Regions from separate parts of the Gossypium raimondii genome. Here region 2 is linked to region 1. The links are chromatin contacts, called in public Hi-C maps. All regions are on one chromosome and are shown on one strand. Each heading gives the region's core, a stretch centred on a gene start, on an enhancer-like site or on the middle of the called end of the contact. The rest is flanking DNA. Distances are from core to core; before and after follow the strand shown.

The links. A called contact is a pair of places that touch in the nucleus more often than the background predicts.
Region 2: a Hi-C map of leaf shows a contact between it and region 1, with 1.8 times the contacts expected there. The contact joins the promoter of LOC105763111 here to the promoter of LOC105763102 in region 1. A contact is called at or near these places in 2 of 2 Hi-C or Micro-C datasets (both in leaf).

What each region holds. Positions count from the first base shown.
Region 1 is chr12:7,457,780-7,461,185 of ASM2569854v1, reverse strand. LOC105763102 (actin-related protein 2/3 complex subunit 2A) reads left to right here and starts at 1,643. Exons shown (of 10, transcript XM_052625771.1): 1 at 1,643-1,874; 2 at 2,754-2,820; 3 at 2,997-3,204. The coding sequence starts at 1,813.
Region 2 is chr12:7,654,387-7,657,792 of ASM2569854v1, reverse strand. It overlaps LOC105763111 (transcription factor BHLH089), which reads right to left and starts at 1,700. Exons shown (of 6, transcript XM_012581201.2): 1 at 1,210-1,700; 2 at 581-775; 3 at 286-351; 4 at 1-30. The coding sequence starts at 1,473.

The DNA.
Region 1 (3,406 bases), core at 394-2,893:
CTTATTTCTAATGTATGTTTTGGGCCTCGAGGGCTCATATAAGGGACTTTATGAATAATATCTAACATGAATGTTAAATAATATGAAATGTTTGTATTTGATTTGTTTATTCCGATAATGCTCCGTAACCCTGTTCCGGCGACGGATATGGGTTAGGGGTGTTACACTATATTAAGCTTGTTCTTTTTACAAAGGAACCAATATTTTTAGGGCATTTATGTCTTTTACATTATAATAAATTTTTAAAAAAAAATTCATACTAATAATGAGAATCATGAGATTTAAACCTAAACTATTATAGCTTTCATTTATCACAACTTTACCATCTTAACTAAATTCATGTTTGATTTTTATTTTAATTTTTATAAATTTGTTAATGTAGTTTTGTTTAATGGCTATTTAACATCAATGTTAGATATATTCAATATTAATTTCGAGATAATGGCATATTTGGTATTTAAACTTTGACAAATCTTTTAATGTGGTACTTGAACGTAAAAAGAAAGTCAATTTTAAATTTGTCGGACACGTGACCTAATCATAAGGTGCCGCATATTTCATTTTTAAATAATATACCATAGACGTAAGAATAAATAATTAAAAGAAGGTTTTCTTTTCATTTTCACCTTGTTATGTTTTTAATGTTCAAACTAAAATAAATTTAAAAATTGAAATTAACTTCATTGTCTTGGAGAAAGCAGAAAATATGTTTCCTACCACTTAAAAACCATATTGATTTCTTTATTCTTCTTTTAATTTTCTTCAAATTAATCATTCACATTCTTTTCATCTAATTCAAACCTTAATTTCATGAATTTTTAAAAAGTAAACAACCCTTTTGCAATAAATCAATTTAAATAGTCATTTTAAAGTTTTTTTTAAAAAAAATTAAGAACATTTCTATCCCCTAACAACATTGCCAATTCTCAATTACCAAAACCAAATTGACAACCTCCAATTCCGAGACAACTAAACATATTCACTCAAACTCACCAATCCATTAGAACACCAAGCCCAAAAAATTAACATCACAAATAAAACCCATCAATCCAAGCAGATCAAAACCAAAGCCCATTTCAAGTTTCTGGTTCTTGAGGAAGCCACAGTCAAAATTCCATCAGGGCTTTAAAAGTTCTAAATATTGTGAAATTTTAACTAAGATTTTCAAGAAAGCTAACCGGAAAACTAGAAAGAAGAGAAATAGGCGAATCTTTCTGTCAAAATTTTGGCTGGACGGTAGCATAATGGCAACGACGCCTAATTCTCTTCACGGAAGAAGGAAACAAAACAAAACAAAAAGTTATTTTCTTTAATATTTATAAAATACATTTTAAGGGGTACTTTATTATTTTAATTAAATCAAAAAAATTAAAGGCATATTTTGATCTTAGGCCCTTGTCCTTGTTCAATTAAAATATTTTTACCTAACTTACACGATTGGGTTTCGGGTCCTGACAAGTAAAAAATTAACATCTTCAGCCAAAGGTACTACCACATAGATAAACAATGTTAAAAGTTCAGTACCAAAATCAATTTTTCCAAAATTCAGGTACCAAATTAGAATGTTTGCCAAATTTCAGTAGCAAGTCTGTGATTATCGCTTTAATTTATTTCTAACTTATTCTTTTAAGAGAAGTATTTTACGGGTGATTTGATCCTCCGTCCGGAAAAAGCCTCTTCCAAAGTAAAAACACTGCAATAGAAGCAACAGATCCCGGCTCTAAACGATAATTGGCACCGAAAGGAAGGAGCCGGAGAGATAGTTCGATTTTGGTCTTGTTTGTCCTTTTCGATCGACGGAGAAAGAAATCGATGATACTTTTACAGTCCCATTCACGATTCCTTCTCCAGACTTTGCTGAATCGAATTCAGAAGTACTTTTTCCTTCGTTTTCTTTTCTTTTAATCCGATAAGTATAAGCTTTTATCATTTGATTTGATTTCTTTTATTTTACTTCTTTAATTACATCTTAGTTCTTGTATGTATTTGATGTTTGAAAGACATGTTGGGAATTCGAGCAGAGTCAGGTCAAGGATTCCAACTACATTTCTAATTCATAGATGTATTTTTCATTCTTTACAACCTTCTCTTATGAGTTTGATGGTTCCTTTCCTAATCAATCTTCCATTGCTCGTCTCATTTTTTTTAACTAGTACTGTTACTTTTAAATACCTGACCTCCTACCCTACGCTTTGGTATGCCAGAGATGTATCATCTCCACTGACGATACTATCATCAAATATAGCCCTTCTTTAAAATTTTGTAGCTTAAGTTTTCCCAGAATTAGTGTTTTTTTTAAAGTTTATATTTATTAATAGTAATTAACATGAAATATACAAACTCCCATTCAAAACTGTAATAAATATCTAAATTAGAGTAATATGTGGTCAAGATCAGTATACAGGATTGTTAACTATTAGACTAACAATAGATCATCAAGAACAATTGGATACGGTTAGAATTTTCAAATGTGTTTAAGCTCTAGGGTTTTTTGTGTTTTACGGTTTAGTAATATGTTAAAGGTGTGGACCAAGTTGGAACTATGCCTACTCTTTTATGCCAAGCATGCTGTCCATGATGTGCTGTGCTTTAATATTTGTATTTCAATTATACATCCTGGTGTTGAGTGTACAAACATTCTTATTTATTTTGGGTGTAAAAACTGAATAATTTTCAGGCTACCTGGACCTTTTCTGCTTATTGTTTACACTTTCTTTCTCAGCTTGCTGATTTCTCTCATGTCGCTTTTGCAGTCTTGAAAAGTGTATTGAACTAGACCATCACTGGGTTGAATTTGATGATGTTCGTTACCATGTTCAGGTGATTTAGAAGCTTTTTCGTTGTTACACCTATGTAAAAGAAATTGAGTGATTGTATTATGAATTATTCATACTCATGTATTTCGTTTTGCTCCTCTGGGCTCTCTGAACTTATAGTTAAGGTACAAAAGCCACTGTAATTATATTATGCTCATGTAATTTGCAAATGATATGCAGGTGTCAATGAAGAATCCCCATATTCTACTGCTTTCATTATCATTACCTACCCCACCTCTGGAAACTGTTTTCGTTGGTGGACTTCCATTTGGAGCCATAGAAGCTATTAAAGCAGCTTATGGTGTAATCGTGCAAATTCTTGATCCTCCAAGGGATGGCTTCAATCTGACATTGAAACTGAATTTGTCCAAACTTCCTCAAGATGAAGGTCAACAAGTTCATTTTCTTAGGTCATTATGAGCTTGCACGGTTATATGACAAAGTATTGGCATCAGCATGTTGAAAATTCCTGTCCTTGATTAAAAATGACTTAAGGAACTAGTATTTGGAGTACATTAATGCGTCTAAGGTTCTTTATTATTTGATAAGACATTTTCTTAATTTTTCTGTGCTTAATTCTCTTGGTTTTA
Region 2 (3,406 bases), core at 451-2,950, 200 kb before region 1:
CTCATCAAGGACAAGTGCTTTGCCAATAACCTGAGTCGGAAAAAACAAGTTTAGCAGGCAGCCTATGTGCAATTTTCAGGTAAAGTGGTGATATGTCTCAAAACTATTTTGGTATCAAGAGCAACAGAAAATAATCAACCATGTCACCAGAAAAGGATTCAATTAACTAATAAGCAGAGACAGGATACAGCATGCTACTCAGTAGTTTTTCTCCAACAAAAGCCATTGAACAAACCGGCTCTATAGTCGATAGACAGGAAACTGTTTAGAAACTCCATGATATACCTTATTGCAACCAGGAACCAAATCCTGAAGAATCTTCATTCTTTCACTAATCTTTTCTCTCCTAGCCTGCTCATCAAATGATTCATATCAGTGAAATGTACTCAAAACCTCCAAGTATGACAGATTATAAGAATTTTGACCAGTATGCCAAAACCCCATGGTGATGTTAAACAAAGAAAAAGAAAATAGTAAAAGAAATATCAGTTTCACAATCAAAAGGAATGTACTTTATATAAAATTTTGGTCCAACACAAGTACTTAAGACTGATTTTAACCCTATACCGAAGCAAATTACCCTTTCAGCTAAGCTGTGGCTATCAGTAGCTTGACCCCTTCGCGCTCGTACGTGGATGTAATCTTGTTTAGGTGGCTCGGAAGGTTGAGCTTTTTCTTCCACAAGCTTGCCTGAACTGGGTTCTGCTTCAACTCTAGATTCATGATTTTGTTCTCTGCCTCCTGCTGCTTTAATTCTCTTCCCCTCACCATCATTCTATACAGATTATAAACAAAACTGTCATTTTCAATCCAAAAATTTATATTTCTTGAATGCTTAATTCCATCACTTCTCCATAGACTCGTGCTGCAATCTCGATTTTCCATGATATTAACACAATAATACGAGAAGTCAAACAAAATAAACAAGAATTATTTATTTGTAGTTAAATTCACACCATTGCAGATCAACACTCAGTGCCACCCCTCAACATTCCTATTCTAATATAATTATAAGAATCACCATAAACTAAGAAAGAGGAAATCCCAAATCCCCAACAACATATAACATTCAAAGGTAAAAAGCTTTGGAAAGAAGCTAAAATAAAAGGTGCCCATCCGAATTAGTAAAATTCAGATCACAAAAAAAGAAAAGAAAATCCAATTGGTTAAAGAAAAAGAAAAAAGTGGAAGGAAGGAGAAAATGAATACCACGGCATTGCCACTACTAGTGGAGCTAGTAGAGACAACCTTAGCTGTTTCATCTTCTCCGTCACGCCTTCTCCTCATACCACCCCTTCTCTGCTGCTGCTCCAAGCTACCCGGATCATTGCCGGAAACCTCTCGACTGGGGTCCCCGAACTGAGCCAACCCATGTCCGAACTGACCCCTACTTATCCCAGACTCACTCATGGGATACTGCCAGATCTCTGCTAGATTGTACCTTCCATCGCTCATCATAGCTGGCGGATCCATCACAAAGAAAAAAAAAAATCCTAAACTTCACATAGAAAACCCAGTCTGAAGCTTTATTGAGTAAGGGTGGGGTTTTCCTATATATAAATATTATAGGTATTTGATTATTAATAATATAATTGTAATTTGTCTGTAGTGCGTTGATATCCTTGGACCTGATTTCTATCTCTGGACTTTAAAAGCTTCTTTCTTTCTTTAATACTAACAGTAACAGTAGTATTCTGTTTCTTTGCTTTTTTTTCACCTGTTTTGTGAAAGAGACACCTCGGGAGTTGCCAGCTTATAAATCACTTCCACTCGGAGGAGATGCTTCTATAAACTCTTTTTATCCCTCACTTCTCCGCCATCTGATCCCACCCCACTCTTTCAATCAAATGGTTCTTTTTATTTTATTTAACACTCAGATCTTGCATGATGGAAACACCCATTTTTCCTCTCTTTTTTTCCCTGTCATGCCCAGGAAAGTAGTACAAAAATAGAATGAAGATTTTTTTCAATGAAGATTTCCATTATAGTGACCAATTCATCACCATCTAACAATTGCATCTCACAAGATTTTAGTGAATCCGTAGAGATTATGGGCATCACCCTTCCACAATAAATAGTTATTTTCGCACTAGTTTTTCTTTTCATTTTTTCTAACTTTATAGTTTTATTGAATTGTAATTCTACCATCTGCCACGTTGAAATATACCATAAGTATCACCTTTTAGAATTTCACCATAAAAAAAAGCACATAAAAAACATTGAGCTATTCATCTTCACCACAATTTCGGAGCTCTCCTCCTTTTTTTCTTTTCCAGTTAAACTGTTACAAGAATATCAATAAGATCTATATATATGTGGTCATGTCAAAGAGAATGATTCCATCAAAATAAAATAAAAATTATTTTTATAGAAAGTGATAATAATTTCACACCATTTTATATGAATGCACCAAGTAAATTATTATTTTTAATTTTAAATTTAAAAATAACACATTTAAAAAACTAACACATTACGGGCATCATATAAAATATCATTTTTATTTTAGATTAATAAAATACTAAAAAAACCTACACCATAAAATGGTGGTGTCATTCTCTATGGTTCCACCATCATTATTTATTTTTAACCCCAAATTATTAAGAAATATTAGTCTTTTCCTAATATATATACAGGTGGTGTCAATCTTTTTGCTCCACCAACTTTTACTTTTCATTTCAGGCTATTTACGTACATAATAAAAAAGGTTAATCATTTTTATAATTATTCAAAATTTTAAGATCATTTTTATAAAAAGCCCAAAATTAGCGGTTAATGGAAGAAAGAACATGAAATATTGGATGTGTTTATTGAAGTTAAGTATAATTATTTGTAAACATATATCCACATCTCAATAAATAATGGTACAGTGATTTATTTGATTTTCTAATTATATAAAAAAGTTATTTTAGTTTTTCATTTAATTTTATCTGCTTTTACTCTTAAACTTGTGCTATTTATCGATTATTTTAAAATTGATGAAAAATTAATATTTATTAATTTTGTTGATGTGGTATGTGGATTGCCACTTGGATGCTATGCCAATAATTAATTATTCTTTTAATACTTAAAATGATTAAAAGGATAAATTATAAATTTTTTTAAATTAATTAATTGCTGAAGTAACATAATGTAGATATATCTATTTTGAGGTGACTTAAGAAATAATACAAATTTAAGAATTAAAAGAAAAAAGATTTAAATAAATAATTAAAATGAACTTTTTTTATAAAATTGAAAGGGGAAATGGATTACAAACAAAACATGTGATTAAACAAAATACACAAACAAAACTCACAATTTTAGGAGGGGTTGAGGGAATTAGGCGAGTAAATTAGCATGATACTTTTACCATGAGTTGAACAAATACGAGTTGGGTTTTATGAATTGACTACAAATTCTTCAAAGA